Linked DNA regions of Mus musculus: all the other regions are linked to region 3. A link is a contact called in public HiChIP or PLAC-seq and promoter capture Hi-C data. All regions are on one chromosome and are shown on one strand. Each heading gives the region's core, a stretch centred on a gene start, on an enhancer-like site or on the middle of the called end of the contact. The rest is flanking DNA. Distances are from core to core; before and after follow the strand shown. Region 1 holds the start of Ccdc102a (coiled-coil domain containing 102A). Region 2 holds the start of Katnb1 (katanin p80 (WD40-containing) subunit B 1). Region 3 holds the start of Mmp15 (matrix metallopeptidase 15). Region 4 holds the start of Adgrg1 (adhesion G protein-coupled receptor G1). Region 5 holds the start of Adgrg3 (adhesion G protein-coupled receptor G3).

What was found. Promoter capture Hi-C pulls out the DNA fragments that hold promoters and counts their contacts. HiChIP or PLAC-seq counts read pairs in DNA pulled down with a chosen protein or histone mark.
Region 1: a contact with region 3 is called in a FOXA1 HiChIP or PLAC-seq map of pancreatic cancer cells. The contact joins the promoter of Ccdc102a here to the promoter of Mmp15 in region 3. A contact is called at or near these places in 1 of 39 promoter capture datasets (pre-B cells), 2 of 484 Hi-C or Micro-C datasets (both in embryonic stem cells), 2 of 115 datasets of contacts at active chromatin or transcription factors (embryonic forebrain and pancreatic cancer cells) and 1 of 9 other capture datasets (embryonic stem cells).
Region 2: a contact with region 3 is called in a promoter capture Hi-C map of embryonic stem cells. The contact joins the promoter of Katnb1 here to the promoter of Mmp15 in region 3. A contact is called at or near these places in 6 of 39 promoter capture datasets (embryonic stem cells, hippocampal neurons, liver and 1 more), 1 of 484 Hi-C or Micro-C datasets (CD4 T cells) and 4 of 115 datasets of contacts at active chromatin or transcription factors (embryonic stem cells, extraembryonic endoderm stem cells, neural tube and 1 more).
Region 4: a promoter capture Hi-C map of liver shows a contact between it and region 3, with 2.9 times the contacts expected there. The contact joins the promoter of Adgrg1 here to the promoter of Mmp15 in region 3. A contact is called at or near these places in 6 of 39 promoter capture datasets (the SN4741 cell line, embryonic stem cells, hippocampal neurons and 3 more) and 2 of 115 datasets of contacts at active chromatin or transcription factors (astrocytes and embryonic stem cells).
Region 5: a promoter capture Hi-C map of embryonic stem cells shows a contact between it and region 3. The contact joins the promoter of Adgrg3 here to the promoter of Mmp15 in region 3. A contact is called at or near these places in 2 of 39 promoter capture datasets (both in embryonic stem cells), 1 of 115 datasets of contacts at active chromatin or transcription factors (differentiating embryonic stem cells) and 1 of 9 other capture datasets (embryonic stem cells).

Annotation. Positions count from the first base shown.
Region 1 is chr8:94,914,993-94,920,511 of GRCm38.p6, reverse strand. It overlaps Ccdc102a (coiled-coil domain containing 102A), which reads left to right and starts at 2,414. Exons shown (of 9, transcript NM_001033533.3): 1 at 2,414-2,530.
Region 2 is chr8:95,076,266-95,082,489 of GRCm38.p6, reverse strand. Katnb1 (katanin p80 (WD40-containing) subunit B 1) reads right to left here and starts at 1,289. Exons shown (of 20, transcript NM_028805.2): 1 at 1,186-1,289. Drc7 (dynein regulatory complex subunit 7) reads right to left here. Exons shown (of 18, transcript NM_001042715.3): 16 at 6,046-6,224; 17 at 4,678-4,817; 18 at 4,349-4,594. The coding sequence ends at 4,501.
Region 3 is chr8:95,349,728-95,355,039 of GRCm38.p6, reverse strand. Mmp15 (matrix metallopeptidase 15) reads right to left here and starts at 2,744. Exons shown (of 10, transcript NM_008609.4): 1 at 2,022-2,744. The coding sequence starts at 2,171.
Region 4 is chr8:94,973,842-94,979,515 of GRCm38.p6, reverse strand. Adgrg1 (adhesion G protein-coupled receptor G1) reads right to left here and starts at 2,407. Exons shown (of 14, transcript NM_001198894.1): 1 at 2,099-2,407. Gm30968 (a long non-coding RNA gene) reads left to right here and starts at 2,788. Exons shown (of 4, transcript XR_879113.3): 1 at 2,788-2,943; 2 at 5,646-5,674.
Region 5 is chr8:95,016,327-95,022,368 of GRCm38.p6, reverse strand. It overlaps Adgrg3 (adhesion G protein-coupled receptor G3), which reads right to left and starts at 4,677. Exons shown (of 12, transcript NM_173036.3): 1 at 4,549-4,677; 2 at 1,286-1,436. The coding sequence starts at 4,600. Gm51544 (a long non-coding RNA gene) reads left to right here and starts at 2,122. Exons shown (of 4, transcript XR_003947440.1): 1 at 2,122-4,034.

The sequences.
Region 1 (5,519 bases), core at 1,165-3,664, 430 kb after region 3:
CATAACACATGCAGGCAAAACACCAGTGCACATTAAATAAATAAATAAATAAGTAAGTAAATAAATAAATAAATAAATTGAAATGCCCATGTGCTGATGGTAATGGTAACAGCAAGGGTATAGAAGCGACATACTAACACAGGCCCCACTCAATCTCCAGTGTCTTGAGTCTGAAGACAAAAACCCCTTGCCCTGTCCACAGATGAGGGAGGCTAAAACCAGATTACCATTTCACTAGAGGTGCCTAGAAGAGGGTCAGTAACCAAACTTGGGAGATACAGGCTCTGCCACTTCCCAGAGTGAATTTAAGCCAACCAATGGGTTTCTGATATTCCCTGGGCTCATCATGACATGGTGGTAATGACGGCCAGTACAGAGTAGCTGCACAGCTAGGTAACTTAAGAGAGCCATCTAGCCTATATGGCCAGCATGTACTGAGTTCCAAGAGTGAGTGGCTCCCCTCATCTCATCCACCCTATGCAAAACACACACACACACACACACACACACACACACACACACACACACTACTTCCTCTCCAAAGAGAGAGGGCTCAGTTGCAATGAAGTCCAGTCAAAGGCTAACTATACCATAAGCCGGACCTCCATCACTTTCCCACCCTTTACCAGCTCCCAACACTAGAGAAAGAGCTCTGAGATCTTGGTTCAGAGCTGTCACTGCCAGGACATCCCTTCTCCCTGGGACATCTCACTGCTGTGAGATCCCATTCGAGTCAAAAGCCAATCTAAACTTTCATTTCCCCAGGTCTAGAAGGAAGTCTGTTTTTTCTTTTTGTCTTGTCATGAGTTCTCAATATGTGTATCTCACACATTCCCCCTGTACATGATGTAGAGGACAGCCAATGGAGGGTCTGCAGGCTAGTGATCTGTAGATGCTAACCAAAGTGCAAGCATTCCCACCCAAACTGGTCTTCTGCTGATTATAACAGCTGCCAAGCAAGCACCACTCACTACCTGCCCAGCACATGAAGGGGCAAGTGAAACTATAAAACTTGCAAAATCTGTGGGACTTCACAAAGTTGGTGGGGGTGGGGCAGAGAAGACAGCTGAAGACCACAGAGAAGGATGTGGGGGAAGTGTATGACATCAAAAAGATGTACTGAGTTCTCAGAATACTCAGTGGGGGGCTGGGGGTGGGGGGGAGATCTGAAGAAGTGGCTCAGTGGTTAAGAGTACTTAATGCTATTTCAAAGGGCCCCAGTTTAGTTCCCAGCACCTACATGGTAGCTCATAGCTATCAGTAACTTTAGTCTCAAGGGATCTGAGCCCCTCTTCTGACCTTGGAGGCCACCAAATACACACAGGATCCCCTTAAAGGGGGGAAGGTCAAAGGATCCTTGTTTTTGAAGAAGCCCTAGTTTGTTTGTTTGTTTGGTTTATTTATTTTTGTAAATCAGGGGTTTTCTACTAGCTCTGGTTCTCCTGGAATTCACTATGTAGATAGACCAGACTGGCCTCAAACTCCTGTGAGGCAGACATCTGCCTGCCTCTGTCTCTGCCTCCCTAATGCTGGGATTAGAGGCCCCAAGTGTTGGGATTAAAGGGGTGCACCACCATATCCAGCTAGCCCCGGTATTTTGGTAAAACAAAACAATCTCTTACAGCAAACCAATAATAGCTCAACTCCGTAAGGGGGGAAAAAAACCTTCAACATTCAGTATGTGATTCACTCTTCACAAACCACTATGCTCGTGACCATGATTAGAATTAAAACACTCTTAACCAAGAAGTATGTGATTCGTTTATCTTCATAATCTTTATCTTTTCTGGACAATAACCTAACCCAGCTTAGCTGCCCACGCGTTTTTGTGACTTTTGGTCCTGTCGGCAAGACAGACCAACCTCGAAGCAGGATGTGAAGGGGAGATACCATCTTGACCTTCTTCTTCCCTGACAAGACTACAGACACCCTATCCCAAAGAGAGAGAGAGAGAGAGAGAGAGAGAGAGAGAGAGAGAGAGAGAGAGAGCCTGAGCCTAATGGGTGTGTACAAGAAGGTCAGAGGGTTCTGCCAAGCACCATCGCACACCAGAGGGAAAATCTCCACAGTGGGAGTAGGTCCCATCACTCTCCTTTATAGGCCTGAAGTCGCTTTGTACAAAAAAGGGAAACCGAGGCCCAGTGAGGACATGGACTCTGGCCCAAGTCCAGTCGGTGTCAGCGCTAGCACTGGAAGTAATGCAGTTAACCAAAGTGAAGCTCCTCGTGGGTCATGGTGCCCACTCCTGTCCTGGATCACCTAGACCGTGGTTGGCGGGAAAGCCGAGGACGCGGATCCTGCCTGGGCGACCCCATGCTTGGGCGGGCCAGGGGGGTCCGGCTGCCTGGCCCCAACCCGCAGCAAACCGCGCCCCACGAGGGGCCCCCGCCCGCTCCCCTTCCCCTCCCCTGGCAGGAGGAGGAGACTTGGCGGCCCTCCCCCGGCCTCCCGACGGCCGCCGCAGCCAGCCCCGCGCCCGCTCCACCCAGAGCAGCAGTTCGGACGTCCGGAATCCCAGCCCCGGCCCGAGGTGAGTGGGGACGGCGGGGCGGGAGGTCATCGCGACAGGGTACTCGCTGCGGTCTCGGAGCCGCTCACGCGAGGGAAGAACTTTGCAGCGAGGGACAGGAGCCGGGGCGGCGCCCGCCGCACCCCAAACTTGAGTCCAACTTTTTAGTCCCACTTAGAGTCCCCCGGCCCGTCTCCATCCCCGTGGAAGCCGGGTCCCGTGGCGGGACAGTGGGGGAGGGGGCGCCCGTGGAATGCCGGCAGGGCCAGGAGGGGGGGGGATGGCAGGCGGGGGCGGAATGTGGAACTCTCCCGGGGGACCCAACGTGGTCACCATGGCGAGTGCCGGACGGACGGGTGGCACTGGCCAATCGGAGCACGGCTTTACGCCCAGACCCGTTGCGCTACCAATGGAAACCAAGCGGTGGGGTGGGCGGGACCGCGTCTTGCAGGACCGGACCCCCGCACCCCCTCCAGCCGCTAGGGGGAGCGGGGCTGGTGGCCCGCGAAGGGGCTACCAAGTAGGGACTGGGCCCTGGAAAGCTGAAAACTTAATTTCGGGAAGGAATGCGGGCAAGTGGGGCAAGGGCTTGATGCTAAGAGAAGGGAAGGGCTTCAGCAGCCCACTGCCCTGGTTGTGCCGAGGGGTAGCACTCTTCCTCATCCCGGGACTTCAGTTTGCGTAAGTGAATGTCCCTTATTCGGCCCGGATTACTGAGCTGTTGTAGGAGTACGATGAGTTCTTATTGGCAGAGTCTTACCCACCTGCTGGAGGAATTAGAAATCTTGTTGGTGCCTCTCAATACATAGGAAAACTGATGCTCAGAAAGGCCAGGAACCTGCACATACCACACGGTGTGTAATAGCAACGCTAGGGTTAATGTCTGTTCTATACGAATGTGCGATGCCAAGAGTTGCTAAGAGTCCTGGGGCTGGAGTAGGTGAAAGCTTCCACTCTTCCAAGTCATGTTTGTTTGGCGGGCCTAGTATCTGAAGATCTCCCTAGTAAGCGCTTCCAGGGGCATGGTGCTCTTCAGGTAGTCACGCATGACCCAGCCACAAGCTCTGTTCTAGCATAGAAACCCTGCTCTCCTCCCTTCCCCACCCCTCCGTTTCTTTCCTGGAGGTCCAGCAGCTGTAAGCTGGGCTCTCTCAGTATCCATGGTCAGAGGGACAGACAGCCCACAGTCTGCGGGCTGACCAGCCTTGGGCCCTGCACTTATCCAATCAGGCAGTCCCCTTGTGGTTTCCTGCTGGGCTCTAATCCCTACCCACAGCTAGGCCTGTGGCCCTGGGCTTACCCCAGAGTCCACCTGAAAGATTCTAAGAAGATACGGGAGAATTCTGAGCTGTGGAGGTCTTGGGTTCCCCATTCCCTCAGCTGGTCCCCATCCAGGGCTTAGTGTTTCTCATTCCTTGCAGTGGCTTCTGAGAAAACCAACCGAACCTCGAGGGCAGAATACAATGTTGAATATCTCCTCCCTCTCCCCATCAGAGAGTTCCTCTGGCAAGAGCTCAGACACCGGACTCTGACCTTGGCCACAGATGGGCTTAGACACCTACCTGTATTAGCGCCTGGCTGAAAACCAACTTCTGATTTTTAGGATGACACCGCTCTCCCAAACTCTGTCTGGTCACAAGAGGTCCCCCTAATAGGAGCTTTATCCATCTCCCATAGGCTCAGGACACATTCAGACAGCACATTGTTCAGCCCTGTTCAAATAGCTAACAAAATCAAGAAGCCTTTGAGAGCTTTTTAGAATGCACACTTCCTAAAGGAGAGGTTCACAACCTCACTAATGCCTCAACCCTTTAATTCACTTCCTCATGCTTTGGTGACCACCCCCCCCCCCCAGCCAGAAAATTATTTTTGTTACTTTATAGCCAGTTTTGCTGCTGTTATGAATCATAATGTAAATATCTGATTTGCAGGATGTCTGATTTGTGACACCCCCCCTCAAAGGGGTCGTGACCCACAGGTGGTGAACTGCCACCCCCAAAGGAGGAGGTGCTGGTGTTTTAGGGAAACTAGCACGAAGTATTCAGAGGTTAGGAAAGTTCTTCTCAAGCGAGGAGATGTTGCAGGTCCATCTTGCAGGGTGTGTAGGAGTTTACAGATGTAGAAGGAAAGGGAGACGTTCCCAATGAGTCTGTGAACAAAAGACGACGTTGGTCACTTCCTACGGGCAGCACTGAATCTGTGGCCTGAAATGAGTGTCCAGTCAAAACATCCTTGTTTCTGAGAACGGGGAATGACAGCTGGAGTTCAGGAGCTCTGAGACCTGCAGCTCAGCTCAGACACAAGGGTACAGCTCTCCATCCTCCATCCCTCCAGCCAACTTTAAGCAAGTACTATACGCAAGATATAAGTGGCACACATGTCTCATTGAGTGGGAGGCTGTGCTATAAGAGAGGCCACTGGCCAGGTATGGCTGGCTGTGGGATGGGACAGGGCATCTAGGGCATTTCCTCCTAGTAGTGGCACCTGAGTCAGGAGGATGGGCTGCCTGACTTTAGGAAGGATGAAGACAGAAAGGAACCCTCTGGGTATGTGGGGGCTGCTCCCCCCCCCCGAGCTTGGAGTGCAGTGGCAGCATTGTGATAAATCGGGAGCCCACCCCCTATAATGTCATCAAACAAAGAAGGCACTGAACCTGGGCAGGAAGGGGCAAGTGACCGGCAGCTGGGCCCTGTCTGCCTATCTATAGCATGAGGCATGTGTACCCGGGTTACTGAAGCTACTTGAGTGTTTCCAAGGCTGTTATGTGAGTAGGGTGGGAATGGGGGTGAGGGGGTGTTGTTAGGCAGAGGCCAGCTGCACTGGGGTCTGCACAGGTGTGCTTGTGGGGGAGGGGTGGATGCGCCTCACCTCCCCCTCTATGCGTGTGCATACCTGTCCCAGGCATAAGGAGAAAAGCAGAGGGTGTTCACAGCCTTCCTGGCCTCCCCCACCCCCTCCGCAACCCAGACTGGCCAGGGCTGCCTTTGGAGGCCCCAACCTGGAAGCTATT
Region 2 (6,224 bases), core at 40-2,539, 270 kb after region 3:
TGGAGCTGCAGTGCACACTGGGTCTGAAAACCTGTGACTTAAGAGCCCAAAGATAAAAGACCTTCCCTAGGTAGCTGGGCCTGGTGGCTCACGCCTTTAACCCCAGCACTCAGGAGGCCAGCTAGAAGTAGGCAGATCTCTGTCAGTTCCTATCTCAAAGAAAAGAAGGAAGGAAGGAAGGAAGGACAGACTGACATAGGTAGGTGGAGAGGGGATGGAGAGACTGACTTCTCAGGGGCCTACAGTAATGCTCCTGGATGCTGGGTGTCCTAACTTGCCAACCCAGCACCTGCTATGGGGCAGAGAGGATCACATAACTGCAGTCCACTTGGATTTGCACCCCATGTATTGGATGGGGCACTGGAGTCTGAGGTTATGTTTTGGTGCCCATGAGAGGCATCCAAAAGGCAGAGAGACAGAGAGATACACGGAGACGAACAGAGAGACTGAGAGATAGGCAGACGTTCAGAGAGAGAGAGAGAGAGAGAGAGAGAGAGAGAGAGAGAGAGAGAGAACAGTAAAGGCCTTGGGAGGGGGTGATGTTGAGAGGATTCTGAGGGTCCAATCTTCTTGCTTCCTCCATCACCAACTCCCTGGTAAGGGAACCACGCCCACTCCCTGCAACTCTCAAGGGCATAGCTAGGAATTGAGTCTCCAGTCTAGGTGTGAGTCGGAATGACTCCTCAATTCTAAAAGGCCACAGCGTGGATGGAGCCTTCCACCGCCGCCACGGCCCTTCGCCTCTTGCCCAGGAGCTCTCTCGCTGGATTCTCTTTCTCCTGTTGCCTATGCTCCCGTTCTGGCACATCTTGAGCTTCCTTAGTTGGCCATGCTTCGCCAGACCCTCTTTACTTCTCTTGCCCCGCTGCTATCAGAATCCCCCATTCATTCGCTCTCCTGTTTCTGGAGCCCCGACTCAATACGATCCTCCGCACACCCTCAGCTCTGCTTCCGGCCCACCAGCTTTCCCTCTCCGGCCTCCACACACCCGTCCTGCTCGTTCATCCCAAACCTGCCACCGGTCCCTCAGCTTCGCTTGACCCTCCTCCCGTCTGCCTTGAGGGGCACTGGCTCCAGCCTGTCCTGGCCGAGAGCCTCCTGCCGGCGACCGGACTGTCCCCTCCAGGCTCGGCGAAGACTAGAGCCATTTTCCCTTTGCCTCCAAGACCCCGAGAGCCACTCTACCTGCAGCTGTAGCTCTGGAGGCCAAGGCTTCCCTCCAGGCGCGACCCCCACTTGCCTCCATCCTTTGCCCTGATTGGTCGCTGCTTGACAACCGACCCTCACAACAAAACCTCCGGCCTAGAGTCCCTCCCACTTCACTTCTTACACCAATCAGTCGCCACGGACGCCCCGCCTTCCTCTAGAATTGACCAATGGAAGCAAGCGCTTCCGCCGATTTACGTAACTACCCGCCTCCTTTCCCCGACTCAGACTAATCACGAGAAAGAAGCGCTTACGGACCGCCCTTAGGTCCCAGAAGAACCAATACAGGCTTCTGCGTTCTTAGTCCCGCCCCCAGTCAGGCTTGGTTTTTTCCGCCCTTTTCCTGCATTTCCTGGAACCCGGTTGTGTTTAAAAAATCCGCGAGCTGCACCCGATGGCGGCTGCGCCAATCACTTCAGCAACAGCTCTGGATTGACCAATAAACGTTAGTGTTATTGGAGAACCAGCTCTGAGATAGCCAATGGAAAGGGGACTTCTAGAGTGGTATGAAGTTGCAGATCTTCCATATTGAAACAGGGCTGCCAGGACCCCGCCCTCAGACTGTGAGTGTCGCCCGCGTAGTGGGAGGACTTGGCTCTTACTTGGATCCACACGTCTCCTGGAGTTCGCTGACCTCGAGGGAAACAGAGCTTAGTTACAGTGGGGTCGATGTCGAGCCCAGGAGTTCGTCCCTAAGATCACAGTAGCACAGTGGGATGAGTTAGGCTTGTGTCTGCTCGCCTGCGTGCGGAAGTAAAACTACGGAACCGGAGAAAGGCTAATATCTGTGACAGGACAGACAGGTTGGGATGGGGACAGGCTACATAACCCACCATGAGTTCGGGTCCCCCCCTTACTGAGAAACTCGGTCCCAGCCCTTTGCAGAAATAACCTCCAACTCTGGTCTATCCTACACTCACTCCCCTCTGGTCGGGGCTGCTGCATCTGGCGTTCTCCTCTACACAGTCCGGAACGGGAGGAATTTCCCATTTCTAGACGAGGAAACAGATGCTGTGGTGAAAAAGACCAGACATTTGGAAGATCGGACCCAGGACTTAAACTTTTGTTCTTAAAGGCAAGGCACACAAAGTCCCTATTAAATGCAAAACCTTTACGGGAACAAAAGTCACCCACCAGCCTAATGGGAAGTCGGCCCTGCGTAGAAATGGGTAATTATTAAGAGACCTGGATTTGGAGAATAACATTTGATCAAAACTTTGTACTTTGCTGTTCCCGCAACTTTTTATTTAAAAAAAAAAGTCAAATTCTTCATTTTGACACATTTTGCCTTATCTGCTTTGTTTATACAATTATATGTACATTACAGATCCTAAGACATTTCAGTCATGGCAACACTGAGCCTGAAGATCGTTAAGGGCCCTTAGTCACATAACCAATGTCACCACCCCTGAAATAACTTCATTCTCTAACATGCAGACTATATTAAAATGACTGTCACCATCCCCAATACACATAACTTATAAGCAGGAACAAGACTGGGGATGTAGCTCAGTGATAAGAGAGTCTTGACTGGTATGTAGGAGGCACTAGGTTCAATCCCCAGCACTGGAAATACAAACTACCTAGGACCAAGAGAAATGGCAAGGCTCAGTGGCTAAGAGTGATTGCAGTGCAAGAATGAAGACCTGAGTTCAAATCCTCACGACCCATGTAAAAATCTGGGCATGGTGCATGTGTGCTTATAAGGAGCAGTGTTATAGGGAGCAGAAACAAGAGGATTACTAAGATTGTTGGTTGTCATCCTAACTACGGGTTCAGTGAGAGACCCTGACTCGAGGGAATAAGGTGAAGAATGTCAGAGGACAATGCATAGTGATACAATGGGACATGTGTACACACACACCACACATGTGGGGGGCGGGGCACAGTATCTTTATAGGAACCAGACAAGATTCTGCACTCTTGGCATACTTGACTCTTCTAAGATCATCCTATTTCTGTCTCTTGGATCTCCCACTACCCTTCCTCTCTCTCTTCTCTCCTCCCTCTGTATCAGGGTCTCACTTTGTAGATCAGGCTGGCCTTGGACTGACAGAGATGAAGAGCTGGCATTAAAGGCATGGGCTACCACATGAGCATGCACCCCTGGCTTTAACCATGGGTTTGGAACTATGCATTAAAGCTTACTGGGCTCATCTTTGAGTGAAAACAATGACTGCCCCGCAACCGGAATTCAGCAGCAGCCAGTAATTCAACAAGAAGAGAGCCCCAGGAGTCCCTCCCTGATACATGATTGCCTAACCACTGGCCCAGGTAGTACAGGCAACCACAGCCGCTGTGAGACCTGTCTTGAGTGTGTCATGCCCTGGAGAAGATTACAGGCAAGGTCTTCTTTTCTTCTTCTTCTTCTCCTTCTTCTTCTTCTTTCCTTCTTTTCTTCTTCTTTTCTTTTCTTTTCTTTTCTTTTCTCTTCTTCTTCTTCTTCTTCTTCTTCTTCTTCTTCTTCTTCTTCTTCTTCTTCTTCTTCTTCTTCTCTCCTCCTCCTTCCCCTCCTCTTCCTCTTCCTCCTCCTCCTTCTTGTTTTAATTATTTATGTGTATATGAATACACTGTTGCTGTCTTCAGACACACCCGAAGAGGGCATCTTATTACAGATGGTTGTGAGCCACCATGTGGTTGCTGGGAATTGAACTCAGGACCTCTGGATGAGCAGTCAGTGCCATCTCTCCAGTCCCTTTTATTTTTTGTTTATTTTTTTTTTTAAACAGAGCTTCATGTGACCCATGTAGTTGAAACAGATTCCTTATGTAGATGAGACAGATCTTAAACTCTGATCCTCCTGCTTAGATTACAGGCATGGGCTACTATACCCAGTTTTCTCTGCTTTTTAAGTCTTACTTCAGGAAACATGGATAGCCCCATTTCACAGGTGGTAAATGAAAGAGGAACTTGGATTCTGTCTCTTGTCCTCTAATATCAAGCCGCCTGGTCCTGGGGTGTGTTCCTTAGCTAAGCCGCTCTCACTTTAGGAGCTGCTCCACCATCAACACATTGAGCTCTCAGCAGATCTTGGCAGGTGACCATGGAACCATCTGGAGAGCCAACACTTGATAATCCAGAAGAGAAGATGACAGAAAAAGATTTAGGGTGGTGTAGATTGGAGCTTGTAAACACTGAAGTATAAATGGCAAACAGGAAATGCATTTATTTGAGGGAGGCTATGAGGGATAGGGAGGTAGTGTGGCAGCGAGGCTAGTATAGGATCATAGTGGTTGGGGAGAAGGGAGAGACTCCATTCTCTGGCAGGGTCTGCCGTAGTTCCAGGAGGGGCCATCAAACAAAGACTTTTACGAAGTCTATTAAGCGTGGGTCTTTGTAGAGCTTTTCCTCCAGCGCCAGGTACTTCAGTGGAGCCAGCTCTTTGTGCCTGAGCAGAGGGAGGGAGGAGAAGGTGAGGGATATCCAAGCTATCAGAGTGCTCCCAGGAGTCCTCCCGGCTCTGCCCCTTACCGATTGAGCCGCTGTTCCAAGATTCGGATGCGGAACATGGCCTGAGAACAGTAGCTCAGGTACAGGTTTTCATCCTCCGGCGTCAGGGTTACCTGGTTCTCCTGGTACCATTGCTGCTTCTTCTGCAGCTCCTGGGTCTCCTAGAAGCATACAGAGATGAACATGGGAATGTGCGAACTGATCTGCAGCCAGGCTGTAGTTCCATAGATGATCAGGCAGCCTCAAGAGGATAACACCCCAACCCGGACCCCCAAGGAAAGGGACACAGTTAGAGCATCCCAAAATATCTTGGGTGGAAACTGCTGGGGTCATGATTTAAAGGACAGCATGTGCATGAAATCAGAACAGGGCCAAAACAGTCAGCGAGAGCTAGGGATGTGGTTTAGTGCATGGCCCTGGGTTCCACTCCTAGCAGCTCATATATAAAATCAAAACAACTGGGTGGGATGTGCACACCTTTAATCCCAGCTCCCATTAGGCAGAGGCAGATGGATCTTTGTGAGTTTAAGGCCAGTCTGGTCTATACAGCAAGTTCCAGGTCAGTGAAGGCCAAAGAGTGAAACCCTGTCTCAAAAAATGAAGCAGGGGACTCCCTGCTCTCCAGAGGACTGGGGTTAGATTCTCAAAATGCACATGGAGGCTCAGAATCATCTGAAACTCCAGTCCCGGGGGATGCGATGACCTCTTCTAGCCTCTGAGGGCACTAGGCATGCATGTGGTGGGCATGCACACATACAGACAAAACACCCATACACACAAAATAGCTACATGAGCTAGACATGTTGCGGGCGTGCTCAGAGCCCCCAGCAGTTCGTCTCCGAAAACAAGGTGGGTCCCATTCCACCCAACTCTTCTCTGCACTCTGCAGACCAAGACACTGCGTGGGGACCACGTGGTACGCACCTCACCTGTCTCACGGAAACAGGCCAAGGACTAGGAGCTATTATAATGTACCATCCAACCGTCCATCCATTCACAAACCTACCCATCCACTCTTGTATCCCCCTGTCTGCCCATCTTAGTTACCCATCCATACCATCATCCATCCATCCATCCATCCAACCAACCAACCATCCACCCACACTCCACTTCTAATCCTCACTGCACATCCAACTGTACCTGCCCACCCCACCACCACCTGGTAACCCATCCATCCACTCATCCATTTACCCAGCTACCCACCATCCATCCATCCACTCATACAATAACAAAGGGGAAAGAAGAAACCAGGTATTTGGATGCCACAGACACACACTCATCCGCTCATCTGTCACTCTCGGATCCGTGAGGCACTGAGCAAAGACCTCAGGTCCCGTTTTCTCACTGAGGATGGTGAGGTCACCTCCCCTGCCTGGGCCCTGGCCACACCTTCTCAAAGCGAGCCTGGATGAGGTTAGCCTTGTCGATGAGCCGCTGCTTGAAGTCGCTGAGACACTCGTCCTTGAGACGCACCGCCTGCCAACGGGTTAGCTTCTCGCCTGGAGGGAGCTGGGCCAGGAATGGGGCCAGGTAGTCCAGCTGGGCCTCCACCTGCCGCAGGTGCTCCT
Region 3 (5,312 bases), core at 1,495-3,994:
CTGGCACCATCCAAGTGGGGTCCTAGATCACAGTGCCTGTCCAGGGGAGAAAATGGCAGAGGCTAGGGCAGAATAGCTCAGGAGTAGCTTTGCCAAGGAAGGCAGGCTACCAGGGGCTGTCTGCAGGCATACAGCAGCTCCTAGCACAGGCCCGTTTCTGGTCCCTTAATCTAGTGAATTCCTGTGGTTGCCACCTGGGAGGGTGAAAAGAGGCAGAGTGTTGGCCTTGGCTCAGCTTTCAAGGTACTCACAGGCAAGAACTGACCAGAGGTCAGGAGCTGTGGACTCCCTTAAGTGAGAACCAGACCTTTCTCAAAGGAAAGGGAATCTGGACACTATGGATGGCAGGCCTAGATTGAGCAGATGGGCCAAGGGACTCTTTGGGTCCAATTATGACCAGTCCTACGGGATGTCTCAGAGCAGCCTGTATGCCAAAGCCAGCTCTAAGGGTTATGACATCCATCCTTCCACCCACTGTGGATTCCAACATGCAACCTTTCTGAGTCCCCTCCAGCCACAGCCTAGGCACAGCCAAAATTGTACCCCAAGAGTCAATCTTAGCCAGGGACACCATGGTTTTCTTCTGCGGTGTGTGTATGTGTATACGTGGTGGTGGTGATAGACTGTGGGCACACTTGGCTGTACTGCCTCAGTTGGAGGAGGCTCCCTAAGCCTCAGCTCCTTGGCCATCCAGGAGGCCCATTCACAACCACCAGACTCCAGCTTGGTCTGTGTAGGCCACAAATTCTCAAAGGGGAATCAGTGACTTGAAATTCTTTGGCACCTTCTCTGGTGGTAGCACCTAGGTTACAGGCAAACAATTCCTACCAGCAGGAGCTCCCCCTGAAAGCCTCTGCCCCAAGGCATTGTGAATTGGGTTGGGTTCCCTGCAACTCTCTGATCTGATGAGAGGAAGGCAAGGCAGGTGGAGGATTGGAGGTGTAAACTGGCCCCCCCCAACCCAAGTTTTTATTAAAGTAAGATGGGGGAGGGAACAGACTTCCATTGGAAAAATCTCTCTCAGGCAGACTAGAAAACTGGGCAAGCCTTCGGGGCTGGGATGGAATAGTAGGCTGTCTGCAAACCATCGCTCCAGGCAGCCCAAGGGCACCAAGGCCCCAAGCCTACACAGAAGATGCAGACCCTGGCTCATCCTCTCTCCAGATTCCACACCTAGTCTCCTTTCTCCTAGAGCTGGAAAGAATGATCATTAAAAGTTCGATGGCACCCAGCGCGCTAGGGGCATACACTGGAGGGAGAGGTACCCATAGGGACTCTGAGCAGAGACCGCGCCTGGTCACTTGCAGGACCAATCCAGAGAGCAGCCAGCATATGGACGTCAGCCCGGCTTCCAGAGAAAAGAGGCGTGGAGTCTACCCAGTTTCACCCAGGCCTGGGCGTAGGGACGCTGGTGTGAAAAGTGTTTCAGAAGATAGGGCCTGTCCTTCAGACCCTGTCCCTGGAGTGGGAATGCTTCAGCCCCAAGAAGTCACCAAAGCACCTTTGCAATCCGTCATTAGCCTGGGAGATTCACACCCATCCCCCAACCACCCTGGCTAGCCCGGCGACGCACGATGTCAGCCAAAGGAGCTTCAGCCAAAGCGCGAGCGCTGCGGGGCTCTTGCTCCGCCTAAGCTCTCACTACCCGCAGCACCCCACCCCTCGTCACTCGTAAAGCCCACATTGCGCGGATCCGGCTCTCGAGGAATCGCGCGGGCTAAATGACTGGAGGCGAGGGATAGGGGCTGCGGAAGCGGCTGCAGGGACTCAAGCTAGGGCGGGTCAGTGCCCCGAGCGGCTTTCAGGGTGCACAGCAGCTGCGAGCTCTGTGCTCCCAGGGCTTTGGGAAGAGGCGCGCAGCAGAGCTCTGACCAGGGAGTGGCAGCCTGCCAGTCCCGCTTTTTCAATCAGGCTCTCCAGCCCAGATCGGTCCTCACCCCCTAAGGCCGGGTGCGTCTCCCCCCACCTGCAGGTCCCCGCTGCGGCGGGTGTGGTTCGCACTACATCCCTCGGGTTCTTACCTCCGCGGCGTACACTTCGGCGTCTTTAGACGCTGTACCATGGCCCAGACAGTCCAGAAGCACCAGTAGCAGCGGGAGCAGCGAAGCTCGGCTGCTGAGGCAGCTGCCAGTGCAGCCTGGACGTCCGAGTGCGCTCCGGTCGCTGCCCATGCTCCTAGGCAGTCAGCCCGGTCCTGAGCGCTGCACGCGGGGCTAGCTGGCTGGCCCGCACCGCGTCCTCGCACGCGGCTGGGAAACTTGCGACGCTCCCTGGCTCCCGGCCCCGCGGGCGCGCGGCGGACCTCCGGCTCCCGGTGCCTGCCTGAGGAGCTCAGGTCCCCTCTGCCAATTCCCAAACCGGGTGAGAAGCGGGCAGGGCAGGTCGGGGCACGCGGGGACTCGCCCGCTGGAGAAGGGGACCGGCCGAGCTGCACGCCGCAGAGTCTCGCAGCGTCGGCGCGGTGCGCCCTGGCCCCGGCCCCCGAGAGCAAGCAGAACTCCAGAGCCTTTGTCTGGCTCAGCGCTCCGGCCGCCCGGTCCCGCGGCGCCCCCTGCGCGCCCTGCACTCTCTGTCCATGCCCAAGGTCCTCCGCGCTGCCCAGAGTGCGCGCTTCCCTCTGGCGACTCCACTAGCTGCCGCGCCCAATCGGGCCTGGATCCCCAGGCAGTCCCGGGAGGGGCGCAGGGAACCGGCCCGACAGAGCGACGAGCCCGCCAGCCAGCTAGCCAGCGCCCGGCGTCCCCGGCGAGTTTGGCTCCGCAGCCCTACTCCCAGTGCGCGGCGGGAGCCGCGGTTCTTAAAGGGCCAGTGTGCTCCCTGTGCGCAAAGCCAGGCGGAGGCTGGGGGCGGGACCTAACCCGAGGCTTCTCAGTAGCAGGTGCCGCCTGCGGTGACCCGGCAGGTGGGTGACCCTACTCCATTTTTCCTGATGGCAGTAAACCTCTCCTAGCCTGCTTAGCTCCTATCTCTGGGGAGCAGGAGTGACCCATGACTCGACCCTATGCTGAGGGAGGGCGCAAGGAAGGCGAGATCTCCCTTGGAGGGAGGCGAGAGGACATTCAGATCAAAGTGGGACAGAAAAAGACTTGGGTAAGGACCTGAAGTACTGCTTTAAGCTTTTAAACATGGCAATAAAACTCTGGGGGTGGGGGGAAGTTGGAGGAGCAAGTAAGATGGCTCAGCAGGTAAAGGCCCTGGCCACTATCAAATTTGTCAAGTACGGCGAAAAACTTCGATCTCCAGGACCTACTTGGTGAACCGATAGAACCTGTGCCACCGTAGCGCTCGTTAGACCCTACACACCCACGCAAGTCCCAGAGCAGAGTGTCTTAGTCTCTTTAGTAAATTTCCCCAGTGGAGAAGTCTGGGATTAGGGCGCCTCTGGGGCGCCTCTAGTGCTGAATGCAACCTAGAGCGCACGCTTACAAGGCGTGTGAGTCTGCATCCTTACTCCCTGCCCAGTGGATAAGAGCAACTGACTAGATTTTTTTCTGAGTTTCAGTGTTGGGCTGAGGGTTCCGGTTCCTAGTGTGCACACATTTCGTTTCCAAGAAAAGTCCATTCCACTATATTTGGTCTCTGTGCCCGCGAGGCCCATCGGAACTCCGGGTGGAAGGGCAAACCTTCTGGGGAAGCTGGGGCTGGATTTTAATTTTTACTCCGGCGTGGACGCTAAGGTGATCGAAGGGCCACGGCAACTTCGTCCAACCCCAGGTCAGCCCTAGTGTCCTTAACTGGGGGAATTGGTATGCCACTTGAGAACCAGGGCAGAAGGCAGCACACTTTATCACCTCCCCACAGACTAGAGAAATGGTGTTTACCTTCCCTGAGGGTGGTCTTTCCTAGAGTTGACTCTCTGGATGCCTCCGACCCCTCTCACCTCTCAGAATCAGGAGACCTGGCAAAGGACCTTATGGCTGGTTTGAACCCACTCACCGGCTGAAGGAAAATAAAGCATACCCATTGCCTGGCCTACTAACAGCTCGAGGAAAGGAGATGGGGATTTAGAGAAGAGGTAGAGGCAGTCTCTCCCCTTCCCACTGGTGGACCTCTCTGTTGGGGGTCCCTCGCCGGGAAAACCAGCTGCTGAATTTTCTAATTAGAAATTTGATTTTGGGGCTGGTGAGATGGCTCAGTGGGTAAGAGCACCCGACTGCTCTTCCGAAGGTCCAGAGTTCAAATCCCAGCAACCACATGGTGGCTCACAACCATCTGTAACAAGATCTGACTCCCTCTTCTGGAGTGTCTGACAGCTACAGTGTACTTACATATAATAAATAAATCTTTAAAAAAAAAGAAAAAAAAAGAAATTTGATTTTGACAAATGTCTAGTGTCTGGTGAAAAACAGCCCCTTTTCTGTTCAGGTGTACTGCATCTGTTTGCCAAATTTATTCCCAACTTTTTTTTTTTTTTAAACTGAGTTTATGGGGCTAACTCGGAATAAGAAAAAAGAAAACCAATCTCACTCGAGTCGGCAAGATTTGAGAGACTATGATAAGTCAAATCTGATGCCCCCCCCCCATTGCCGGTTGTTCTAGCTGTAGGAAATGGATCCCACCCCCCCGTCCCTTTCCCCTCCCCACCTCAAAAAAGTTTTTCCCAGACAGTATTTCATTGTGTAGCCTTGCTGTCTTGGACTTCACTCTATAGACCAGGCTGCTCTCTGATTCACAGAGATCCACCTGCTTCGCCTCCCAGGATTAAAGCCGAATACCACACCCAGCAGCAGTGGAAATGGATCTTTATGTGAGAGATTCTTCAGAAAACTCTGGATTTCAAACCAGGTCTCTGGGTTCCCGGCCCAGGTCGACTTCACTGGAATCTGGAGCATTTTGTTTCCCATCTAGGTTTGCTTTCTTATTTGTAAGAGGAGGACCCAGATTCAGCGCTCTTAACCTTTGAGCCATCTCTCTAGCCCCCATTACCTGATTTTTTTTCCCCTATCAGTTTTAGAAGTATGTAGCTATGTGGTACACTCCCATTAGCTTTGCTGTCAGTAGCCCCTAGGATGAAAGGGTCATGGGAGAATAGGTGGCCTGTTTTTCAGACTTGGAGGCAGCTCAAAGGGACGGGAATGGGTTGGAGAGATGGCTCAGTGGTTAAGAGCATTTACCTATTCTTCAGAGGATGCAAGTTTGGTTCCAAGCACCCACATCAGGTAGGTCAGAATTACCCATGACTCTGGCTCTGGAAGAACATGACCCCCTCTTCTAGCCTCCACACATACCTGTGTAGATATGCACACCCCAAACCCATCCCTGATGGGGCTTGAAAGTGCAGAACACATTATGCCTCATTTCCCTACCTCCAG
Region 4 (5,674 bases), core at 1,158-3,657, 380 kb after region 3:
CTCAGGTCATGAGACCTGAAAGAAAGTCCTTTAGCCTAAATATCTTGCTGGCCCTTCAAATTACTTTTGGAGACAGAGTCTCTCCCAAAGCCTGAAGCTCTCTGATTCAGCTAGACTTGCTGGAGACCCTCCTGTCTCTGCCTCTCTCGAGTACGAGCACAAACCACCAAGCTCAGCTTTTTACTGTGGCGCTGGGGAATCCAAACCCAGACCTTCATGCTTCCACAGCAAGCATGTTTGCCAGCTGAGTTATCTCCCTAGCCCCTTGAGGCTGCTCCTAAAATATCTCCAGTGTGCAGGAACAGAGGGACTTCGACCCTCCACAGAAGCCACCCTGCCTCAGCTAGAGAGCCAAGCATGGTCTGAGGTGACTAGCATTCCCCAAAAAGGCCATGTCAGCTGCTGCCAACTGTTTCACACTTGTGCCCGGTCTATGCCGCCCCTCCCCGGGTCCTGTCCTGAGGTTTGAGTGGAAGCTGCTCAGATACCAGAACTGGTCCAACTGTCTCTGATCAAGCAGAGAAGCATTATCTCCTCGGTACCAAGGCAGGCAAGGGAAGCCCAGAGAGGTTTAGGGACTACCCCACAAGACAGTACAGCCCCGTACGAAGAATGGGTAGGTCATTCCATCTTACGAAGAACACTATGCCAGGTCACTCACTGCCAGTCTCCAGGACCGGAATCTTGGTTGTGCCCTCATGTGCAACCACATCCCCTTCTCAATACATACACAGCACAGATGCGTTTGTGAGATGTTGGCTGGGGAGACTCACTTGGGAATTCACAGACACTCGTTTCCTCACCCAAAATCCCCCTAGACTGCCACCACCTCCTCCCCTTTTTCCCTCCCCCTTTTTCTTTCAATACAGCATCTCTCCACGTAGCCCAGGCTGGCCTGGAACTCAAAACCGATCTGCCTCATCCATCCTAGTGTGGCGATTACACCCCGCCCATCCCCAGCACTTCTCTTTTGATACAATAAAGAGCTGGAATCCTAAGTACTTTGTAGAAATCCCACAGAGCATGGGGCCCCCTAGCCCCGGAAGACCTTGCCCCCCCCCAACACCTCCTGCCTTCTGCATGCCCCTCTGCCCAGCTGCCAGGGAACCCCCCGGGGTCTCCCACTAAGTGCTGGGGTGCAGGTGGCGCAGGCGGCATAATGGAGTGATAACAGATGCTCATTAGCAGGGGCCCACCATGCAGCCCACACGCCTCAGGGAGTCAGACTGGCAGAGGCAAACAGCGGCGCCAGCCGCCCACCTTTGTCTGGTTGAGTGGGGGCTGTGAGCTAGGGCTGGGGGCTGGGCACTGGGGCTTTAGAAGCCATATATGATTTGACATCTGGGGGCCCGTCTATCTCCATCATGGTACAGCTAGGGACATGGGTCCAGCTGGAAGGAATGCCAGGGTCCCACCAGAGGCCATGGCAAGCCTGAACTTTTACCTATCTGGGTGCATCTTTGGGGTTACCATGTGGGGGAAGCAACTGGTAGGAGGTGTGCACTCTTGGGACCCCCTCTAGTGACTCTTGCAGACGGGGTGACAGACCTGGGCTGACAGGCATGGGGACCTGTGGCTGGCAGCAACAGAGAGACATATACATGAGCTCTATCTACCCTTTTGCTGGCTTACCAGGAAAGGCTGCCTGCCTCTTCCTCCTCAAAAGTCAAACAACCAAAGTGAGCTGCTGCTAAACCGGTCCCCCCACCCCCCGCCCTCCCCGCCCCCGTGGATCTCAGGAGGAAACTGCTTGGGAAGCACTAGGGACAAAGGGAAAAATGGGGTTCATGCCGCCAGTCCTCAACCACACGCCAGGGTCCAAGCTTCACTCTGGCCCTCGTGGCAGTGGTGCCCTTCTGAGCAAAGAGGGACACAGCTGGCCAACGTGTTCCAGTGCCCCCTCGTGAGCACGCCCAGCCCCACACTCTGAGCGGCAAGGAGTATCCTAGGACCAGCTAGAACCTCAAACTCAGTCGTTCCCTGGGAGATACGATCCAGCACACACTCGAGAACTCCCAAGCACTGCGCTAAACCTTAGACTAAGGTCAAGCGGGCCAGGCCAGGCGAAGTGCATGCCGTACCCGCTGCCCTCTCTTACCTCCGTCTCGCACTGTGAACAGCAGCGTCTTGCCTCCAAGCCTAGGCAGGCACTTCTGTTAACAGCCTTTGCTGCTAATGTCTCCTCCTCCTCCCAGGTGCCCAGCACCTAGTCTGAGCCTGTCTAGGCAGCTGTGAACTCAATCCAGGTGAGGCTCCGCCTACCCGGCTAGCTTCCGGTGCCAAGTGCCCTCTAAAACTCCTAGGTTTCCTAGCGAGGCTTGACAGAGTCTTCAGACTCCATGGACTTTGGGGATTTCTTCCCTAGACAGTAAAAGCTGCCCCGTGGGAGGCCGGGATCACGCTGTCTCTGGGCTTCAGAGACCCTTTTCAGGCTGTGGGAGGCAGGCCGCCACGCCCACACACACCTGCAAACTGCCAGCCCTTTGTGGCTTCTCCAGCCTCTTCAGACCATATCCTGTCTGCAGCGCCATTCACACCAGCCACAGGCTGGATACAGGAGGGCTCCGGGGCTGTGGGTGGGGCTCTCACAATATGTCCTGCTGGACTCAGGTGGGATCAGAGCAGGCAGAAGGTGAGGGGGCAGGAACTGGAGCTTTTTGCTAGGGATGGGAGGTGGCAGCTGCCCCAGGTATCTTGGAAGGGGGCCAAGGGGAGAAGTCCAGGCGAGCTCCACCAATGGAGAGAGGCCTCGTGCAGGCACTTCCTTCAGACCCTGCCACCCACCTCTCTTTCAATGCTCTTGCAATCAGGCACTAGTATGGGGGCGGGGTATGTGTGTGAGTCCTGATGCACACACCTAGCTCCCAACATAGAGACCTGCTGGCTGAGCCATACTTCCCTGAGGACGCCAATCCAAGCAGAAGCTGATCCTCTGAGCAAGGGGTATGAAACACTGTTGTGGGCCAGGCCCATGGGGTTGTCAGTCCCCTAGGATCTACCTCGCTTCCCTCCCCACCGGGCCCTCCCGCCATGTTTTTCCGCCACTGTGTTTCTTGCCCCTCAGGTCAATCCCCATGCTTGTCTTGTCTGCTTTTCCCCAGCAGTTACCAGAGCAGGGCCAGAATAGGGTCTGGTCTAGAGGGAAGATGTATGGCTAGTGAGTGGATAAGAAAAGATGGATGGATAGATAGATAGGTGGATGGACAGATGGACCAGCGGATGGATTCCGTCACATGTTTGTGGAAAGCCTGCTGTGATCCAGGCACTGTGCAGGGCATAGGAGCGACAGCTACAAGCCATATACTAAAATCCCTGCCCGCTCAAAGCTGCAGGGATACAGATCATAAATTTAATGAGCAATAAATATGAAATCTATCCAGAGCTATAGTAAGAATAATGGGGAGAAAATATGGTGAGGGGAGTTGATAAAGGAGCAGGGCTGGATTCACGGTGAGAAATGATGCTTGAGTGTAGACAGCATCCAAGGAGGCAGCCTACGGGGTACCAAGAGCAGAGCATTCTAGTGGATGGAAGAGTCTGTGCAAAGGCCCTGGGGTCGGTGATCCTGACTTTAGGGATGAGGAGGAGGAGGGTGCTCACTGCTGTGCAACTGAATGAAGGAACCAAAGACAGAGACGAGGCCACAGAGTTGAGAAGGATATCAAAAGGGAGCACCAGTCCCCTGAGATGACATAAGCACCTGTCTGCATAGGCCCCACTGGGACTCTCAATCCCGCCATAACCCCTTCCACGTGGGAACTTCTGGCTACAGGGTGGGCATGCAAACTTGCTCTGCCCAGCACAAACTGGATCTCTAGAACTGAGCAGATGGGGGTGGGGAGGAGCCAAGGAAGATGAATGTCAAAAAAAGGACCCAGAGAAAAAGCTTGACTACAGATCCCCATGGCCCCAGAGGCACTGTCTGCCCTGATAAGGACACAGGGGAGTGCCAGTGATTTCTTGTATCCCTAACTTGTGACACCCACACTTCACATCCTCTTCTATGTCCTCAGGGGCCTCGTCATGTGATATAGCTACCATTCTGTCACCTAATAGCAAGGACTGGTGCTAGAATCCCAGTCTTGAGCCCACTTTCACTGGGTTTCCTTGGAAAGGTTGCTTAACCTCTCTGTGCCGCAGGTCATATATCAAATGGGGACCCCTTCTTTTGCCCTGCTTGCCCTCCAATGATAACAAGAGTTGGAAAAGTAGTGAGCCCTGGCAGGGTAGGTAGGCACTGAGGAGCATTTGTGAGTCTGAAGGTATGGTCTCCTGGTGACCCAGACCATCCCCTAGTACAGTAGGTTAAGGAAATGAAATGTAACCAGAACCTATCCAAGTCTCAGACCTGCTACCTGCAGAGATGGATTGTAACCACCATAATCCGGGCAGCTAGACCTGAGCCAAATGTAAACTCTAGGTCACACCTGACTTCTCCTTCATCCTGGAGGGAGCAGCATCCTGGCCCTGAGGGGCAGGGTACACCCAAGCAAGTCAAGAGTCAGGCCCAGGAATAGGCTTGAAGTCACACCCAGGCAGCTGAACTCCAGAATCAGGCTTGTTCCCACCCATCACTGACGACAGAGAAAAGAATACAGAGCCCTCCCCTTCCTGGGTACCTCGTGAGAAGGTGAGGGAGTCCCCAGGTGTGTACCCCGTGTTTTCAAGCTTCCATGTTCCCTCTCAGAGCTGGTGGAGCCCACAAGGTCAGGGGGTGAGCTCCCCATCTCTGTGGAAAGCCATGGCTGAGCTCCTCTTGAACCTTGCGAAGGTGTTGGCTTCACCCACGGTGGCAGGTGTGAACTCAGGCAGGGCTTCTGACTGGGGCATTTTTCCCTAGTTCCTGTATTTATCCACTGAGCTAATATTTGCCTAGTAAGTCCTAGGTGCCTGGGCCTCTCTGGTTCAGAAAACAAACACCCTGTGGGGCGGGCAGTAGAAATGATGAGGTGGGGGTAGGGTGGGGTAAGGGGTGGGGGTGGGGATTGCTAGTTCAGACTGCCTGAAGCCCAGCCCCACCTGCTGTTCAGTCACCTCCCTCAGCCTCCTATGTGTGCACAGCAGGTGTTAGGGGCACCTTTCCAGGCTGTGAGGACTCCCTGAGAAGACACTCAGTCCCTCTCAATGGCTGACACATGTCTAAATACCCCATAAATGCTCCCCATCCCCAGTGCAGAGCAGAAGGTTAAGTTACTGGCTTTTGGCAATCCTCCCTGCGCTCAGTGCTGTTCCTGCTACTGAATGGAGGTGGTCCCCACTGCTTCCAGGGACAAGGACTGTCTCCCTATGGCCACCCCTGGCAGAAGCCATTCTTCAGGGGCATGTGGGTGTGTGAGCTCACTGCTCTAGAGCCCACCCCCAGTAGCATGCCGGGCTGTCTCACCATGCTCTGCAGAAAAGAGTCGGGATGGGTAGCTGATGGCACTGCCTAGCTCATGGTAAGCCTGGTGTGATGGCTATCACATCCCAGCGAGAGGCTCTGGCAAGAGGGTGGAGAGTTCAAGGCCACCCTGGGCTGTGCAGCAGAGCCTGACTGGGCTAAGTTCTCAGTGAGCTCATTCGTAGAAGCTTTGTGTCCTTTGGTCGAGGTCAAGTCTGGCATCTAGATTCCTCCATACAGAGTCATCCATCTGTGCCCAATCTAGAACTGGGAAACCACCCCCCACCCCCGCGC
Region 5 (6,042 bases), core at 3,428-5,927, 330 kb after region 3:
GTGTATGAGCTCATCATGCTGTAAGCCTCTGCTGCCGGGGACGGAGCCTCTCCATTCACCATGCCCTCCCCTCCCTTAGGCTGCTCCTGCCATGTACCCAGTTACAGCTGCAAGAGAAGTAGCTGAAGATAGTGTTGTTATGAAGAGAAAAGGGCAAACTGAAGGGATGGAGTGGAACCGGACCACACCCTTCAGTCCCAAGTATGGAGAGGGAGCAGACCACACCCTTCAGAACCAAGGCACCTGCTCTCTCCAAGGTGCTTATCCAGGACATGAGCACACAGGTACCCTGGGCTTCATTCACAGTGTCTAAGAAGCTGTAGGCAGGACTCAGGGCATTTCCAGGCCACAGAAAGAATGAACCTCAATATAAACACCGTCTTAATAGCCAGACTTGAGCAGAGATTTTTCATTCCTCCCTTCAACAACCATTTTCTGAGTTCTGACTGTAAGCTGGGCACTTCTGTGGTATCCCAGGTGAGCTTTGGGTCCCTCTGCCTAGAGCCCAGAGAAGAGCAGAGAGGCAGAGCTAGTGTGTCAACTGTGACTCCAGCAGGGACAGCACCAGGGAGCTTTGTCTCCCTTGCCCCATCTAGCCAGCTTCTTGGTCCCATGAAGCCTGCCTGAGCCATCTTTCCTGAGCAGCTTCATAGTACCAGCAGAATTCCACCCTAATGGGTCACACCTCCACGTTGGTCACCACCCCTGGATGTCCCTGAAGTCCAAGCAATCAATCTCGAGTTGACCACACCCTTCTTAACTTTGAATACATCATCTCTCTGCTTCCCATAATTGTCTAGTTAACTTGGTCCTTCACCCCTGACTTCTTGCTTGCGTTTCCAGTCTGAACACCCACCCCACCCCCCGGCCCTCATCTCATCTCGACATTGCCACCTCTGTCCCCCGCACCTCTTTGCATGCTTACAGTCCAAAGCACTCTAGTTCTTTCCCAGTACTATGAAATTAAGCAGCTACATTATCCACCACTGTGTGGATTCACCAGAAAGCTGTCCTGTATACCCCAAAGTCCTTCCCCTGTGTTTCCCAACTGTCGTAGGTGACCCCTGGAAAAGGGTCATTTGACCCTCAAAAGGATCAAGACCCACAAGTTGAGAACCACTGTCCTAATCAGTAGCAACTCTGATGACCAAGGCAGGGCCAGGTTAGGGAGAACATGAAAGGGTGAAAGGGGAACAGCATGCTATTCTAGGGCGCTGAGAACTTATGACAGTATGGCTTCCCAACAGGCCACTCCTCCCATTTGCCCAGATTCCTCTCCTCTCACCTCTGCAGGTTCCCCACGTCACAGGGGCTGTGCTCCGATTGCCCACACTTGGTGAAACACTGAGCAGTGTCATTCAAGTCGAAGGTGTCATACTCGTGGCCCTCCTGAAGCCGACGGCAGACATTCCTCGGCTCTTCCGTGGTCTCCTCATCTAGGGGAGGAAGTGGGGTGAGATGGGGCAAGTGGGAGAGGGGCAGTGGCCTAGGAGAGGTAGCTGGTCCATCACCCAGCTAGGGGCACTCCGGCAGACTCCACCCTCCCCAGTCCCGGAGTTCTCAGGGGAGAACTGGCATTCCCACCTCACAGGGCCTGGGTGGGGTTGGGGGTGGGGGTGGGAGATGACGACACGTGGCATGTGGTTCTCCAGACAAAGGCTTTGCCTGGCAGTGCACAGTGTTTTATCTCTCAGAACTGTGGCTCTTCAGCCACATCCTCCACAGAGCCTGCCTGGTTTCCTGCCCTTGCTCCGTCAGATCCTCCCAGGCTAGGCACCCGGGCGCCGCGGCCGATTCTCTAACTCTTGTAAGTCTTGTGGCTGGCTCTGTCCTAGCCTCCCATCTTTGCCTGGACTGGGTAAAGGCTGCAGCAGGCTGAGGCTGGGGAGTAGTCAGCCCATGTTGGAAGGTGCTTCAGGACTAGAGACCAGTTCTGTGACTTCTGGTGCAGAGCCCTGTGCTATGGAATGCAGGAAGCTTCCTGTCCCTGCTTAGCCGTTTGTCCTCTGGCAAATTACGCAAGCGCTTGGTCCTCTCACCCTTTACGTTTTAGAGATGAAAAGAGATAATATACCTGAGCACACAGACCATCTGAGGTATTCTGGAGGATGTAGCTTTTTTTTTTTTTTTTTTTTTTTTTGAGACAGAGTTAGTCTCTCCACATAGTCCTGGGTGCTCTGGAACTCACTATGTAGGTCAAACTGGCCTCAAACACAGAGTTCCTCCTGCCTCAACTTTCCAAGTGCTGGGATTAAAGGCGTGCACCACCAACACCTGACTAAGGTGTGACTTTTGTTTGGTTGGTTGGTTGGTTGGTTGGTTTGGGGGTTTTTTGTTTGTTTTTTGGTTTTTGTGGGTTTTTTGTTGTTGTTTTGTTTTGTTTTTTTGTTTTTGATACTTTTTAAATATCCTTTGCTGGTATTTGATTGAAAAAATATCATTGGAGCTAGAGAGATGGCTCAGAGGTTAAGAGCACTGACTGCTCTTCCAGAGGTCCTGAATTCTATTCCCAGCAACCACATGGTGGCTCACAACCATCTGTAATGGGATCCGATGCCCTCTTATGGTGTGTCTGAAGACAGTGAAAGTGTACTCACATTCATGAAATAAATAAATCTTAAACAAACAAACAAAAAAACCCACGAAAAATATCATGGACATTACCACTTCCGATTTAAAGAAAGCTGGTTCATTTTCAAATATTAGTACAGAAAATAAAATTCATGATAAAGGCATGGCAGGACAAAGAGTGAACAGGGAAGAACATATTAGCATATTTATAGAAATTGGGTCTATATGTTGTTCAATTTTGCTTCGGTTTTCAAATAGTATGTGGAGCTTATAAGATGCACTGAGACCAGATGCTAGGCTCAGTCTCTGAGATCGGCCCTATTTGCATTCACATGAAATCTAAGGAGGGTTAGAGAGGAGGAAGAAGGACTCCATGGGGGAGGGGGGTGTCAAGGGTTAGGAAAGGGGGGGATGGCCTCAGGGTAGGTAAGAATACAGCTTTCCTCCACCTTGCTGGGAATCCCAGCAGGGATACCTAAGGGAAGCTCTTGACATCCAACTTGTGGCTCCCCACCCCGCTTTGTCCTTAGGATATAGCCCAGGCTAGCCTCAAACTCAAGATCTTAGGAAGTGCTGTGTCTCAAGGGTGTTTGCTGAGGACTTTGGACGCCTTGGTGTGAGTTCAACAGTTGGGATGCAGCAGGTGAGGGCAGGCAGGAGGTCAGAGGCCAGAAGGTGACCCATATGTTCCCTATACCCTGCCCCTTGTCCCTTCAGCCTCCCTCCCTCCACTTACTGCCAGCCTCTTTCCCTTCTGCAGCCAATACCTGGGGCTAGCCCATTCCTCAGCCTTCAGACTCAGGGTGCCAAGAGCCTCCCTCAGGCAAGTAGCTACCACTTTTGTGCCTCTTTTTAGCACCATGTATATTTCTTGGGTATGTAAGCAAAGAGCCAGTAGGTAAATGGACAAAAGGCATCCGATGCTACCTCCTATGTCACTCAGGTGACTGACACATTGCCCAGTCATGAGCATCCCTGCCACTACTAGATCCACATCTCCATTCGGAGGAGTCTTTTTGGCCTGTCCAGCATTGCCTGCTCTGCTGAAAGACAGCCCTGTCAATTTCTACCCACTTTTATACTCAGGATCTCCAATAGCTCAGGATGGCTTCAAACTCACTATGAGCTGAAACAGAACTCAAAGTCTTGATCCTCTGCCTCTCTACCTTCCAAGTGCAAGTATATGTCACAATACCTGGTCCACCTCTGAGTCAGACACTCAACTCTATCCTTGACTGACTGTCCCAGCATTGGAAGAGAAGAGATTTTTTTTTCTTCTGAACCAAGAGATGCTAATCTGTGTGACTAGTCACTTGTCCATAAGTGACTCAGAAAGGCAGACACCTAAGGATACTTGCCAAAGTTGGAGCAAACAAGGAGAGGCGGGGCATGGAGACGGGAGCACCTCATCACTCCACATAGCCATCTCTCAACAGTCAAGAAGGGTATAGCCATCTACGGAGGTGAGGGGGGTAGCAGGCTCAACTTGGGTAGAGGCAGGACTGGGAATCTCATGTCGGTGTATTAAGTTGAGCTGTATGTGATGGGAGTGCTCTGGGTCCCGTCTCCTGTCACTGATGACACTGAATGGTGCCGACAGGAACGGGGAGCCTGTGATGGATGGACTATGTGGGCAGAGCAGCTGTCCGCCCTTACAGGCAGCTTCCAGGGCCTCTGATGCCTTTGCCTGGAGCCCAGAACTGAATAGCTTGTTTGACCCACCATGTCCAAGAACCTGGTTCCAGCCAGAACAGATGGGCAGTGTCTTTCTTGCCCACCGACAATACACTATGGGGTGACAACAGGAGCCTGAGACCCAGCAAGATGGACAGGGATGACCTGGAGGGACAAGGCCAGAAGGGATGATGAGGGAGTCACTACGAGTCCCTGGGTCTCTTCCCATGCTCCCCTGGGGCCCTTTGCAGCACAGAGTCTCCCAGGCTTAGCAGGATAGCTAGAGGAGCCCCGCCCGCTCACCTGAAGTCAGCAGCAGAAAGAACAGGAGGCCCAGACTCCTGGCTGTCGCCATCAGTGCTCAGCGAAGTTCTATGGCTGTGTGGTCCCTCAGTCCCAAACTGTCCAACTGACCTTCTTCCTGCCCCCTGACGTGCGGCCACTGTTTCCTGTGGCCTCTTTCTCGTTCTTCCTGACCAATGAATGGCGCCATCGAGGGGTTGTGAAAGGTGAATGTGAGGAACTGGGCGGAGCTCTGGATCTCAAATGCTCCTGAGACCACCTGCAGAGGGAACTGGGCTAACCTTCCACCACTGTATGAGTGGATGCTGGAGTAGGAGCCCAGCAGCCATAGGTGTCTCTGCCCAGCGAAACCCTAAGACTTGGAGTCAGTCATACCTTCCCCATCTCCCTAGCAAGGGTGTCTGAGACTCATTCCTGCCTCTGTATGTGTGTTTGTATGTGTGTATGTGGTCCCCTTTCTTCCTGCCTGGACCAGCAGTGACCATCTTGGGGGAGGGGGAAGGGTGACTGTCACTTCACAGAAGTGATTACTATCATGTGCTTGGGCTGGTTATCGGCTTATTTACATCCTCCACAGAGCATACACAGGCTGATTGTCAGTGTCTGGATTTGATGAGACCTGTAACCAGCCAAGCACACCCATGAGGCCAAAGATGTGGAAAGCCTATGAATGAGGCCAGAGGCAAACCTAACCTGCATGGTCTCCTAGAGGGGAGGGGAGGGGAGGGAAGGGGAGGGAGGAGGGGAGGGGAGGGATGGGGAGGAGAGTTGATGCTGCAGGCCTTGAGCCTCTCCCACAGGCAGGATAACAGGGAGAAGAAGCTGGTGGCTAGTATCAGGAATAGGACGCTGGGCCCTGTGCAGGTCGCTGGCATCTGGGGAAGCTCATCAGCCATGACATATCCATTGTGGCCACTGCCCGGCCTGATGACCCTGTGGGAGCTGTCTGCTGCTTGGCCCCTCTCAGGCATGATGGGAAGGACATGAGATGCGTGGAGCTGCTCTGTAGAGGAGGTACTTAGTTAACCAGCACTAGTATGTACTAGTTATCAGTTCTGTGAAGTGACAGTCATCCTCTCCAGGCTGGTCACTGCTGGTCCAGGCAGGAGGATGGGGAATCATATAGGCTCATACACACATGCACACAAACACACATATACACATACACACAAACACACATACACACAAACACACATACACACACACATACACACAAACACACATATATACACACAAACACACATACACCCAAACACACATACACACAACCACACATATACACATACACACACGCATACACACATATACACACAAACACACATACACACATGCACATGCCTGGGGAAGAGGTGGAGCCTACCAGTCGGCTGACCCCAAGAAAGTCATGGAGAAGGCCAGGCCCTTGGTTGTCCACAGCTACTCAGATGGGTAAAAGAGCCTCAATACCGTCACCTGTTACCGACACCCCCTTAGGACTGAGCTAGCTCTGCTCTT